Linked DNA regions of Mus musculus: region 1 is linked to region 2. The links are chromatin contacts, called in public promoter capture Hi-C maps. All regions are on one chromosome and are shown on one strand. Each heading gives the region's core, a stretch centred on a gene start, on an enhancer-like site or on the middle of the called end of the contact. The rest is flanking DNA. Distances are from core to core; before and after follow the strand shown. Region 1 has its middle 300 kb from the start of Gm30904. Region 2 holds the start of Echdc3 (enoyl Coenzyme A hydratase domain containing 3).

Region 1 (7,185 bases), core at 4,595-7,094, 2.4 Mb before region 2:
AAAATCTTGGAGAAAATGAAACTAGATCCCATTATATTCAAAAATAATTGATTTTCGAAAACAATGTTTAATATGTCCTTTTAGACAACACATTTCCTTCTGAAATATTGATAATAAATACTGCAGATCAGAGAATAAAGAGGGATCGAGACATGAGTACAGTTTGAAAGCAGTGTGCAAACCTTAAGTTATTTGAAGAGATTTAAGAAGGAATGTGAGTGTGAATTATGGGTATGGTTTTGTAAGAGTCCTCCTGGAAAGAGAAAAGACACCTGAGTAGTTTTAATGGGCTATTAGATGTTAGCATGAAGAAAAATTCCAAGTTTACTCACATAGAAATAAAACACCTGTGAGGACTCAGGGATAGAGAAAGACTAGTGGCTTCTACAGGATGGATAGCAGTGAAATACAGACATGGAAATGGGATTGCACAAGCGAAAGATCAGATAATGGGGGCATTTATACTGTTTCCAACAAGGAGGACATATTGAAAATCTGCCCATATAGTACTGATATTATCAAATGTATTTTTCCTAAAGGCAATATTATGGACTGAATGTGTCTCTCTAAGATTAGTATTTTCAAATATAATCATCAACATGATGGTGTTTTGGAGGAGGATTTTGGGGAGGCAGCTATTGTCACATGGTTGAGGACCTAGCAACATGAGTCTTTGTAGGGAAGAAGGAAAGAGTAAGAAGCTGGAACAATCCCTCCCCAAATCTGTCTCTGAAAAAAATAACTAAAGAACTTGTGAGTCTTTAGCCTGGAAGTGGACTTCACAACCAACGGTGTGGACATTTTTATGCCAGCTTCCAGTCTCAAGAACTTAGGAAAAATAACCTCTGTTCACACACAATGCACTTTATGGAATTTCATACAGAAGCCCATAGTTAGACATATGGCCTTAGTGGGGCTTTTCAGAAAAGAAGTTGATGGATCTCATTGCTATGAGCTGTCCAATTATATTATAACAATACTTATAGGAAAAACATGCAGAGGTGAGCTAAAATATAAAAATATTGGGTAAAAATCCAACTGATAGGAGAAATAATAAAAGTATTTTGGTTGAATGTGGGATATGAAAGAGCACAGGCTTTTGACATATTTCGCACTTAGTGGACCGCAGGTGAGGGGGATGTGTCCAGAAGGAGCAGGGGGTAGAGGGGCTGAGAAGAGATGTCAATGAATATGATAAAGTTGAGATTCTATGAAGCATCTAAATAATGACATCAACTACAGAACTTGGTACCATTGTTTAGGTACTAGATGAGTCTGGACTGAAAATAGATTTTTCAAATCACTTACACTGTAGATAGCACTTGAACGATTAAGTTACTAGGCCTGAGTATCTTTCTGCAGTCATTTTTTTTTTTTTTGGCAAAGTTCTTGCTGTACTTGAAACTTTGGTTTACTTCTACCATCTTCTTTATCACAGAATTGCTTTCTCTCTGAAGCAGGCGCAGGTCTATGAACAACTGTGGTGTCCACTGATTTTGCTATGGAGGAGTGGCAGCCAGACTTCAAATGTTTGTTCTTATCTTGGTTACTCATTGAATGTCAACTGAAGTGTGAATAATAAGTCAATAATGAATATATGTATATATATATATGAATATATGTATGTATATATGCATATGTGCATGAATAATATATTTATTATTATTTAAATAATATATTTATTATTTATGAATAATAAAAGCAAGTTTCCTTTTACAGAGTAAGTTTGGACATAGATCAGGAATGAATCCTTCCATCTAACTTCTTCATTCAGCTTAAACCAGTTCTAACAGATATGATTTAAAAAAAAAATTACAAAAGAAACAGGTGTTGCTCAGGACTTAGAGACAAGGGAACCATCATAAAGACTGTCAAGGATGAAAATTAGTACAATCATTATGGAAAATGACATGGAAAATCCTCCAAAATTGAAAATGATGCTATCATATGTTCCAGCAATCCTTCCTCTGAATATACAGCTAAAAGAAATATCAGAAGAAAGCCGGGATGCCTGCATCCCCTAAGGTCTCTAGACACTGACAATAGTAAAGATTTGTGATCAACTTAACAGTCCATAGGTGGACGAACACATTAACAAAATATTTTATATTTGTCTTAGTTAGGGTTTCTATTCCTGCACAAACATCATGGCCACGAAGCAGTTGGGGAGGAAAGGGTTTATTCAGCTTACTCTTCCACATTGCTGTTCATCACCAAAGGAAGTCAGGACTGGAACTCAAGCAGGTCAGGAAGCACTAGCTGATGCAGAGGCCATGGAGGGATGTTCTTTACTGGCTTGCTTCCTCTGGCTTGCTCAGCCTGCTCTCTTATAGAACCAAGACTACCAGCCCAGAGATGGCACCACCCACAAGGGGCCTTTCCCCCTTGATCACTAATTGAGGAAATGCCTTACAGTTGGATCTCATGGAGGCATTTCCTCAACTGAAGCTCCTTTCTCTGTGATAACTCCAGCTGTGTCAAGTTGACACAAAACTAGCCAGCACAATACGCTTATACATAATTAATAACTATTCCTTATTAAAATATAACCTCATATGGTTTGAGACACTGTGGAGGAGCCCAAAGGTAATAAGGCTTAGTGAAGTAACTCAGACACAGAAGACAAATACCTTAAACAGTCATTTCTGTAGGTGATAGTTCAGCTGGAAAAACTGAACTCAGAGAAGAGCCATGAATGATTGTCTCCCAGGGGCTGGGAGTTTGAAGAAGTTTTAGATGATAGCAGAGGATCTAGGAGGAGAAGCATCTGCAGGTCTGTTATATGGGGGGAAGGCTGCTGATATTGATAAGCTATGATGAACTGGGAACTTGCTAGCAAAATGCACCTTAAATGTCATTAAAATAACTATTCGAGTGGAATGGTGATTTCATTAGCTTGATATTAGGCATTCCTCAGAATATATCCACAGCAAATATCTCATTTTACACTTTAAACTTTCAAGTTTTGGGGGGAAGTAGATTTTAAGAACGATTACAGAAAAATATATTGAGAGAAAGCTTTTTTAGAAGTTAAAGCTCCAAATAAACTTGAAACCCCTAAAAGCAGCATGCAACACTGTGACACATTTAAGTCTGGGTTCTAGGCACTGCTATAGGAACTCCTGGGATGGCAGATAATTTATGTAAAACATTCCTTTTTCCAGGCTTGGTGGTGTAGGTCTGGAATATCAGTTACTTGGGAGACTGAGGCATGGGGACTATATATTCAAGGCCCTCCTGTGGTACATAGTGAGTTCAAGACCAGTGTGAGAAACTATGAGATTCTTTTTCAAAATAAGAGAGGAGAGTGCTGAGGCGGTTTCTCACCAGCAGAGCTCCAGATTCTCAGCTACAAGGCTCTACTTCAATCCATAGCAAAAACACACAGACAGACAGAAAGACAGACAGACAGACAGATGAAGGGTAGGAGAGGGAGAGAGAGAGAGAGAGAGAGAGAGAGAGAGAGAGAGAGAGAGAGAGAGAGAGAGATTCAAACTATTGACGATCATTGGATGCTTTTAATCAATAATGTTATTTAGACACAGCTCTTATGACTAACCCACATAACCTACTAGCTTTGGCTAGAGTGGATCATGTAAGGAATCTCAGATGCTACTTTCAAGGACTGAGTACTGTTGGCATAATAATTTGCATCATTGCTTATTATCTCTCCATTGAGTCATCTTTGTAGTGATTTGAGTTCTTAGATGATTGTCAGCCGTAGAGCTTCTGGCTTCAGTAATCCCCGCAGTCCTTCACGTGGGTTTTTCATAGCAGCTTAAAACTATGATAGTTGATACTGGCCTCACTAATCCTGATTCTTATGCGATGTCTCTAAAGGTGGACATGCTGGCGAATGGCACTTGGGAGGCTCCTCTATCCACTCTGCTTTTTCTCACTTCTGGCCAAGCAAGATGAGTAATTCTATCCACACTTCCACTTCCAGGTTTATTTCCAATCCCTAGCGGCCACTAATGATATCACCATTTTATTGTCAGAATAATATTTAAAGACAACTTGGTTGCTTTTCAATGCCTCTCCCCTGAGAAGTTAATTACTTGGCTCTAACAACAACATAGATCTTGAAAGCATTACTTAATTCTCAGGTTTTATTTTTTGGGTTATTCATGCTTAGATTTTATATGTGCTGAACAATAAACTGATAGCTGAAATAATAGTTTCTTTTTTTTTAACTTTAATGGTTCTTAACTCTTAATACTCTAAATATATGGCTATATTCTTACTACACATCATTAGAAAATGGAATGAAGAAACAGAAAGTAGGGAGGTGTGAGAATGATGGGAGATTGGAGAGAGGGTGGGGTGTGGAGAGAGAGACCATGACTTTTCCCAAATGTTACATGAATATTTTTATTGCATGCTATCCACAACTTTCATTTCAAGCTTTCCTGAGCTAAATGGAATTCAGTAAATGATTCTAAACATTGATTGTCTCTCATTGATAAAATTTGATTTTTAAAAAGATTTATTTTCATTTTGTTTATGAGAGAGAGAGAGAGAGAGAGAGAGAGAAGGGGAGAGGGAGAGAAATAGAGAGAGGGGAAAGAGAGAGAGAGAGAGAGAGAGAGAGAGAGAGCGAGCGAGAGAGGAGAGAGACCAAGACAGATCTAGAGGCACAGAGGCATGTGTGTGAGTACCCATGGAGACCAGCAGAGGGCATTAGATCCCTTGAAGCTGGAGTTACAGGTGGCTGTAAGATGCCTTACTTAAGTCTTGGGAACTAAAGTTAGGTCTTATGGAAGAGAAAAACGTATTTAGCCACTATACTTTCTCTCCAGCCCAATAGAGTGTGTTTTCATTTCACCATTCTAAGAACTCCTAGCAAACTAAAGTTCTTTTCTTACTCACATAATTTTTCTCTTCCTTAAGAAGAGAGGCCCATTGAACTTGCAAACTTTATATGCCCCAGTACAGGGGAACGCCAGGGCCAAAAAGGGGGAGTGGGTGGGTAGGGGAGTAGGGGGGGTGGGTATGGGGGACTTTTGGGATAGCATTGGAAATGTAAATGAGGAAAATACCTAATTAAAAAAAAGATTAAGTGAGAAAAAAAAAGAATGTGTGTCTCATTTTATCTTTCATAAGAATGTAGCTGTGGGATGGAGAACAGTCAAATAATATTGGCAAAAGGGGGGCACTGACTAATCAGAGATAAATGAAAATTAACCTACTTTCTAACCCAAGAAAGACAGGAGCAAGTATGAGAACTCTAAAGAAGTAATGCCTCTATCTCTGTTTTCCTAAAATACAATGTGGAAAAAGATATGTGATAGTTAGGGTTGATGGTCATCTTGAGAGGCTCTGGAATCACGCAGAAGCCAACCTCCAGGAACCCAGGAGATCCTGTGTAGGAGGGAAGCAGTGCGGTACCATTTGAGTACTTAACATAGAGAGGAGGAAGCTAGCTGAGCAGGAAGAACCATTACTCTCTCCTTCCTCTCTGCAGATGCAATCTGACCAACTGACTCAAACTCCCAGCCCTGGGACATGTATTCCACACTGCCTGATGACAGTGTCCTCAGAGTGCTAGCCCAATTCATGTCTTTCTTCTTTAAGTTATTTTTCTCAGGGTATTTTACTACAGTGACAGAAAATATAACTAAGACAAGGAGTTACTATCCTTAGCAATTCTGAAATTTAAAAACAACCACTAGTCCTCATCTTTTATATTTAATATATTGAAATATGATTATTATTGATATTTTTCATCTTATGTAGTCAAAGGCACAAAGGAAATCTTTCTTCCAACATTGCAAGATAAACACCTGCAGAATGCATGAAGATCCTGCAATATCAGCAGAGGGCAGCAGAAAGCTTTTTCACTTGTTTGCTGCACAGCTGCCTTTATTTCTGCCGTTTTAACTTTGTGTATACAGCAGTCATTGAGTTGTTGAGCTGAATACGCGCAGAAGTGCATGGAATCTGTTTGATCTAAGTCCCCTCCTCTTCCCCGTAAGTTCTGCAGTAGCACACCGTGTTACAAGAGAAACATTCGCACGTTTAAAGCTTATTTGGTATAAACTATGAAATACCAAAAGGAAGCAGCCTTGCCTTTGGAGCTGCTTGCATTCTTAACATGGGAAACTCAAGTTTATGGGAACCATTCTCAGATCAGATAAGACGTGACTTTTTCCAGGATTCTTCTTTAGTGACTTTGCATTTACCAGTATGTGTATGTGCTAGACTAAGCCTGTTCCTGTTTAAAAAAAAAAAAGAATAGAAGTTTTACTTTCTCTAATGTCTATTTATCATACTTGTTCAAATATTCATGAGAAATATATGTTCCAGATAGAAAAAAAATTAGGTGTGTAAAAGATTTAGTTTTAATATTTCTCAAGTCATTCAACACTATGCTGTCTTTTATGACTGTAAAAGTAATTCTCATTGTCTTTTTTTTTATAAATGTCAGATAGAAAATTACATCTTGTATATTATAGAAAACGGCACTATTATTTCTTACTGTGTCATTTAACTCTCATCAAATCTATTGAATTCAACGAATGATGGCATTTTGGTTAGGATAAAGACTTTATGATGTTCTAGGATTGCTGCAGAGAGAGCACTGAATTAATTATTTGAAAATCTGTAACATGAGTGAGGGCAATGTTCAGCTGACCAGACAGCATGGGGTTTGGGTTCAGATGGCCAGCATCCACATTAGAGTAGGACATGAAAGAATGTGTCTGTAACTCCAGGGCTGAGGGAGCAGAGACAAGATGATACACTGAGCTCAGTGGCCAGCCATCCTGAGTGAACTGCTGAGTTGTGGCTCAGAGGATACCATAGACGACATCATAGTTTACCAAGGACAACATCCTCTAGCCTTTGTATCCACTGAGTCAAGCATATACATGCGAGTGCATCTGGATTTTCAGGTGCATAATCAGAAACTGAGTTGAATATCCACATTTTTCCCTGCTTCTTCACCATGGATCTAACGAGTCACCTCAAGCTCCAGCTACCTTGACTGTCCAGCCATGATGGATTATACCCTCAAACTCAGAGCCTAAATAAACATTTTTTTCCTTGAGTTGCTTTGATCATTTACTTTGTCCTGGTAATGAGAAAAGTATTTAAAAGAGCTGCCATCCTTAACAAACTTACTTTATTGTATTGAGTTATCAGTTTTTCCTTCAAAAATTAAAGTGGGCCTACTGATTACTAGTG
Region 2 (6,974 bases), core at 1,150-3,649:
TTGTCAGCTTAGCTTTCGGTACCTAGGCCTCATTTCTTAAAGGTTCTACATAGTAGATCCAGGGGTTGGTACACAAGCCGTTGATGCATACATAGGTTTGGCAAGGGAGACACTTCTAATCTAAACTTTAGCACAGAATGTCATTTCATGAAGCTGCTAAGATGTCCTTGTAAATAACTTTGTTTTTTAAAGTTACCCCAAAATGCCACTTATTTGTTTGTTTGTTTAATGTATGTAAGTACACTGTAGCTCTCTTCAGACACTCCAGAAGAGGGCTTCAGAACCCATTACAGATGGTTGTAAGCTGCCATGTGATTACTGGGAATTGAACTCATGACCTCCTGAAGAGCAGTCAGTGCTCTTAACCACTGAGCCATCTCTCCAGCCCCAGTACCTTGTTTTCAACATGTCGTTCTATATACTATTTCCAAGCCCTTCTTAGAATACAGGGAGCATTCTGTAGCAACAGCAGCACACCAGGCCACAAGAAACCCTGCGTGGTGTCCAGGCCTATCTGCCCTGACACTGGGATCTTGTATCTTCTCTGAGAGTCTACCAAAGAAAAAGGATCCCACTGCCTCTATCCTAGCTGAGGCTCTCACTATTCCATTCTCAGCTAGGGAAACCTTGGCTAGCTCTCTTTCCCATAATAATCACCTTCTTCTTCCCTTTCTCATAGGCTCTTCTTGCCCTACACTTGCCCCAAACCTTAGTCTGGCTGAAAGCTTGTTCTGAGCCACCTGGCCCCCCACAGACCTCCCCCTCTGGCACCCAACCTTAGCATCTGCCTGGTACTCTTAACACGCACGACCTGAAGGGTAACTCCTGCAGCTACCTGCTACTCAGTGGTCACATCACACCACCGAGGTCAGGGAGATCATTTCAAAACTCATAGGCCAGCTCTATCAAGGCAAGTCTAATTTATTATGCTTGCTTTGTAGCCTTCCATCCCTACGAGTCAAGCTTTAAAAACCCAGAGGTCAAGAATTGCAACCCTCTAACCAGCTGGATTCTTCTGGATTCTGGGTTTCTTCACAGAAACAAAGAATAATCTAGCTTTTTAGATAGAACAACAGTCAAGGAAATGGAGGGGTGAAGGGTAGTGGGAGAGTCTTCAATGATATTTTGAAATATCACCTTATACACTGTTTTGTCCTGTTATAAAGCTGAGGATGACAGCTTCGCAGTGGGCAGTGACGGTATATGCTTTTAATCCCGGCACTCACGAGGCAGAGGCAAGTGGATCTCTGTGGGTTTGAGGCTACCCAAGTTCCAGGACAGCCAAGACTACATAGAGAAACCCCGTTTCAAAACAAAAGGAAAAAACAAGCCCCTTGTGTGACTTTTTCTAGGATGACATCCACAGAGCAAAGAAACGATTCTACCCAAGGCTAGCTTAGGGAACCGGTAAGTCTACTGGGGTTACCTCTGTAGGTAGGGGTGAGGAGCTACTTGCAGGAGCACAAAAGACTCAAAGGCAGCTGCATGGATTAAAATCCCACAGCAGCACACATAAGACTCACAGAGGCTGCATCCCTGATGCCCCTTCAATGCCTTGCAGGTTGGTCATCTTATAGGACACCCTTGTAAATCTTTTTACTTTCTGAGATTTAATGAATGTATTGTATATACTGTATATCTTGTATATACTGTTATCCTTGCAGAACCCATTGGGAAAGAGTTCGGGCTCCTGGGATGGCACCTCCCTCTAGAAGCAACAAGATCTTAAGAGCTAAGATTATTTATTCTGTGTCTCCCACAAATACCCACATTTGCAAGAATTACCACACCGCAAGGATTTACTTAAAAGCCTTTCACTGTAGGATATGCCTCTCATCTAGCCACTGGGATCCTGAAACGGATTCCAGGCTTCCCCTGGGCGAATGTGGAAAGCCCAAGCTATAAATACCGGTCTCCCGCGTCTGCACGGGAAGATGCAAAACATTCAAAGTTATAGTAGGCTAAACACTCCTTGTGATCCAGGATCACCCACAAGGCATAGGAGAGTTTCCTGTGGGAGGCGTGGGCGCAGCAATGTGGTACATAGCTCCTGCCACTCATCACCGGATGACACTCATTTCACAACATCCGGCACATTCCTGGTGTCGCTACACAAAGAAACGAGCCAACCCAGTTCTCCCCTCCCTTAAACTCCTTCACAGCCTGACTAAATCAAACAAATCACTGGCTCTGGCAAATGAGTTTCATTCTGTGACCTACACCCAGGGCAGGGCCCCGAGCCCCTCCACCCCACCCGCCCCGCTCCACTAGTTTCGCAGCCCGGGTTTGGGGGCGTGGCTCCAGGAGAAGGACACCGGGGCAGGGCTTTGGGGGTGGGGCCCTGAAGGCGGGGCTCTGAGTGACCAGGTCTAAAAGGGAAAAACCCGAGGCCTAGGCTGCTTGCACAGTCAACCTTGCTTTTCTTGGCTGCAATGGCTGTGGTCGCAGGCCTTCGGGCCTTTGGGGTGAAGTGGCCCAGCTGGCTCAGGCGCAACCCATGGGCCCCTCTCTCCGCCGGCTTCTGCAGCCCAGGGTCAGCAGGACCTGCGGGGTCGGAGTCAGAGCCAAGGCTCACCAGCACGCGACAGCAGGACGGAATCAGGTCAGCCTGCAGGCAGTGCCAGGGCTCTCCCTGGAGTTGGGAGCCAGGACTCGGGATCAACAGGCCTTGCCGCCACTAATCCTGAGTTATTTGTCACTGTTCTTTTCGATTTCATCTCGAAAAGATGACATCTTTGGTGGAGGAATCCTTGCATACTGAGTTTACAGGTGTCCCTTCCCTGTGCACACTAATACGAGGCACATGTGAGGGTTGTAAGTGAAAACTTCCTGGTGGCCCCCTAACACGGCTACCGTGCCCAGTTGCCCAGTCGTTTCTGAACATTTCTGCTGGCATGAGCACACATCTATCGCAACAGCCGTTGCCATGACCTCCAAGAAAGCCTATCACAAAAGATCCATGCCCTTACAAACAAAATCAGCAGGCTCCAGGGTTAAGGGCATGCTGAAATGCAGGGTGGGGGAGGTCAATAAGTAAGGATACAGGGCACATGCCCTGATCTCTGCCCCCTTGTGCCACAAACCTAAAAGCCTTAAAGTTTTGTTTGAATCCGTGCACAACCTGGATGTAATGAAGACCCTTTTCAGGCCTGGGCAGCACAAGGCTGTGAAGAGCTACGTTTCCTTGTTTAAGAGCTACAGGTGGAGCTGTTTAAGTGATATGCCCCCTACTCCAGTAAATAGCTCTTCTTAACCCTAGAAGATCATGTTTCACTTTTTAATCCTCACCCAAACTTTTATGTGGTCCTCCAAAAGAATGGAGAGCCAACCTCTGGCCTTTGGCTCTCCCCACACCTCCCCTTCACCCTCAGACCTCTCTATTACTACAGCCTTTAAGGAGCTTAGCACACAGGTCTGCGGATACCCATCCAAGGTGCCCATATTCTGTCTGTCCCCTAACTCCCTACAGACAACCATGGGTGGCCACCACAGGGGCTAAGCATTGGTGGGGCTCAGTAACTAAAGAGCAATCCCATTTCCTGTGGACTCCTTGGCCATCAACAGAGATAGAAACACTCCCAAAGAGAGCCTTAGGGGGCTCTGAAATGTAGAGCCTTCCTTTCTGATTTTTTTTTTTTTTTTGAGACAGGGTTTCTCTGTGTAGCCCTGGCTGTCCTAGAACTCTCTCTATAGACCAGGCTAGCCTTGAACTCAGAAATCTGCCTGCTCCTGCCTCTGAAGTGCTGGGGTTAAAGGCGTGCGCCACCATTGCCCGGCCCTTTATGATTTTTAAAGAGAAGCTTCTAATACTAATACTATAGTCATAAGCTGGGTGTGGTAGCACAGGCTTGTAATCACACCACTCGGAAGGCTGAAGCAGGACAAACCTGAGTTCAAAGCCCTCCAGGACTACATAGCAAGTTCGAGACTAGCCTGGGCTGCATCCCCTCCCCCACCAAATAAAGTCTGCTCATATCTGCTCAGAAATTCTGGCAAGAGATGGAAGACTGAGTCCTTCAGAAGTAAACATGAATCGGGAATCAGAAGAGAAGGGTGATGAGACCAGTTGATTATAGATGATAGGAATCATGTATTAATATTCTACCTGAGCCAAGCATTAGAACAGTACTATGGTAAGCAGGGGGACTTGTGTGACTCGGTCACTTCAAGTCTCCCGTTTCAAACTGTGCCTCAGAGCAATAATGCCGTCCTACCGTGAAGACCAGCTATGAAATGAGAGCTGTGTCAGGCACTTGCACTCATTGTCCCTGAGTCACACAATGGCCTGCAAGATGTCTGTCACCCCTCTTTACAGATGAGAGTTAAGTTCAGAGATGACTGTCTGGAGGTAGTGAACCAGGAGGCTGAAAGAGATCGCCTCTGCCTCCCAAGGTGTTTCCCCCTCATGTGCCATCATGGCAGAGTGGGCCTATGAGACTAGTCCAGTCCTCTACAGTCCAGTAGAAATAGCTGTGAAAAACAAAAGTGGTATTTTAAAATGATGATCTTCGGATAGCTATTTGGACCACTTATAGGGACCATTATGTCTCTATAGGTGTCCTATGGGAGAGAGACCTCATCAGAGAGACATTTTTCCTTTAAATTCAGAGTACTGGTGAAGGTCTCTGCTTAAGGCACGCCACATTGAAACAGTCATGAGAGTGCTGAGGCTGGTGAGAGGCTGAGGAATTTCGATGTCCTGGGAAATCAAGGAGAGCTGCAGAGCAACATAAGGTGACTTTCTGGTTCCAGCTAGGGTGACAACAGCAGCTCAGAGGAGAGGGGTGCGTGGGGAAGGAAGGTTGCCCAGAGACCGTCAGAGCAAACACACAGATCTAGGGCTCTGGAGAAGGGCTTGAACTAGGGGGCATGACTGGGAGATCTCAGCACAGAGTGTCACAGAGGTGTCACCAGTGAAGTTGCCTGGGCAGTGTGCATGGAACAACGATAGGGCAAGGGATGGCGCTCCTGCCAGAGCCTGGGAGCCCAGCAAAGAAGGCACGAACTGACTAGAGAAGAAGGAAGCCCTGCCCAGAGGTGACGGCTTCCTAAAAGGGGAGTGGTGCAGGCCACAGGTGCATCTGGGTCTGGCAATGAGGAGATGATCACTGAGATGGATCAGTGGGGCGGTGGGAAGAGAAGTCCGCTTGTGAGAACTGTCTAACAGCGAGTCCGGAAGGATTAGCAGGATTCATCCGAACAGATACCACCAAACAGCAGACCGTGTGGGTTGGGATCTTCTTGTGCAATTTTACCTTAAGCTGATGTAAATACTGGGGTGGCAACTTCCGTGTGTATGTGTGTACTCTCACATGCACATGAGACATGTGTGTACGTGTACTCTCACATGCACATGTCAGGAAGGAAGCCAGGTGATCATCTGGATTCCTCCCATGTCGCCCACCCTGTTGAGATGGGTTTCCCACTGGTCTAGAGTCTGTCTCCACCTCCCCAGCACTAGGATTCAAAGTACATGTCACAGTGCCCTGCTGAGAGAGAGAGGGGGGGAGGGAGAGGGAGGAGGAACTAGCTCTAGAGATGGAACACATGTTCTCATGCTTGCAAAGAAACCCCTTGAGGCTTAGGGTGACAGTGTCTTCTGTTTGCAACCATGAGCACACTCATTATTCTGCCACAAGGTTACAGGTAATTTCCACCACTTCCATAGATAAAGGTTCTAAGCATCAGCAGATGAGCTGCAAGGGATTCCTAGACTTGGGAGAGAGTGTGCTTCTGAGAAACAAAACAGCCCCACAGCTACCTGGGAACTGCAGCGAAACTGAACAGGTATCCCAAAAGGAATGATTATTCTTATTTTGTGGAGATAAATTTAGTCATCAGAGTTGTTTAAAAAGAAAGAAAAAAAAAAAAAACCTCCTAAGTGTTATTTGTGGAGGACCCGATTGACCGTGTAACAATACAATGCCATATTCAGAAGAGAACGGAGCAGGCTTAGAGCTCGTGTGGGCGGAGACCAACGGGAAATAGGAAGCATGTGATGAGAATCTGGTTTGGTTCACTGCCCATTTCTAAGGACAGCAAAAATAAGACATTTCTATATAAGGCTGTAGGATGACAATACAGGTTGTTGTATTCTGAGCATGGGCCATTTTAAAATAGCAGAGAGGCCCTGGAGGTGCCAGCTCTCTTCGAGATGCTACATCTGTTGCACGGGTTTGCCCGTCTGCGCTCTCTCTAGCATCTGTTCCCCAATGGCACAAATTATCTTGCACGTTTACCAGAAACCTTTGTAAATGCTGCAGTGTGTATACCCCTGCAGCCAGACCTCTGCTACCTTTTCTTTGGATTGTGTGGGAGGAGAGAGGGAAGGGGGACTTTTACTTCCTTGGCTCCTCTCCTAACCTCGTTCTAAAGAACAGCACCTGGAAAGAAGTTGTGGGTAGGGCCTGTTTGTCAGATTCACCTAACCTGGCCACTGTCACCTGAAACTCACATCCTCTGTGGCCACAGATGATTTGGGGACTGTTGTGGCACAGCCTTGCTGTGGAGGTGGCAGAGTTTCTGACAGTCGAGAGGGCGGGAGGGAGCGGGGGGAGCAAAAACAAATCAAGGAACCAGGAAGAAAAGGCTAGCCTGCCTCTCAGGTCACCTCTCTTCCTTGTTTTGACAGACCCTTGAAGCTGTCGCTCCAGGATGCTGACAGACCCTTGAAGCTGGCACCAGGCCTCAGCAGCTCTTTCTTCTTGAGTTTCAAAATTGCTCCTAAATTAGAAAGGAATTGCAGGGGTCTTCTCTCGTTTTGACTGGTGCATGACCCGGGGACTATCAAATGCTTTTTACAGGAACATTGTCTTAAGCAATCCCAGGAGGAGGAATGCGCTGTCACTGGCCATGCTGAAATCTCTCCGAAGTGACATTCTTCACGAAGCTGAAAGTGAAGACCTGAAAGTCATTATAATTTCAGGTATTTCTCTGAAGCCTGTCGTTAGTGGTCCAGAGCGCCCGTGTAAGGT

Evidence for each region. Promoter capture Hi-C pulls out the DNA fragments that hold promoters and counts their contacts.
Region 1: a promoter capture Hi-C map of hippocampal neurons shows a contact between it and region 2, with 10 times the contacts expected there. The contact joins the enhancer-like site here to the promoter of Echdc3 in region 2. A contact is called at or near these places in 7 of 39 promoter capture datasets (the 3T3-L1 cell line, 3T3-L1-derived adipocytes, cranial neural crest and 4 more), 14 of 484 Hi-C or Micro-C datasets (3T3-L1-derived adipocytes, B cells, the C2C12 cell line and 8 more) and 3 of 115 datasets of contacts at active chromatin or transcription factors (astrocytes, embryonic forebrain and embryonic stem cells).

Annotation. Positions count from the first base shown.
Region 1 is chr2:8,636,975-8,644,159 of GRCm38.p6, reverse strand. No RefSeq gene overlaps it. Among named protein-coding and RNA genes, the nearest start is that of Gm30904, 300 kb to the right of the region's middle. Within about 2 kb of position 5,844, at least 5 of the 459 cell types and tissues checked have an H3K27ac peak or open chromatin away from gene starts, as enhancers often do. A contact at or near this core is called in cortical neurons and hippocampal neurons, where this site is marked.
Region 2 is chr2:6,208,419-6,215,392 of GRCm38.p6, reverse strand. Echdc3 (enoyl Coenzyme A hydratase domain containing 3) reads left to right here and starts at 2,399. Exons shown (of 5, transcript NM_024208.4): 1 at 2,399-2,602; 2 at 6,804-6,925. The coding sequence starts at 2,433. The region is part of intron 1 of A230108P19Rik (RIKEN cDNA A230108P19 gene); the gene reads right to left.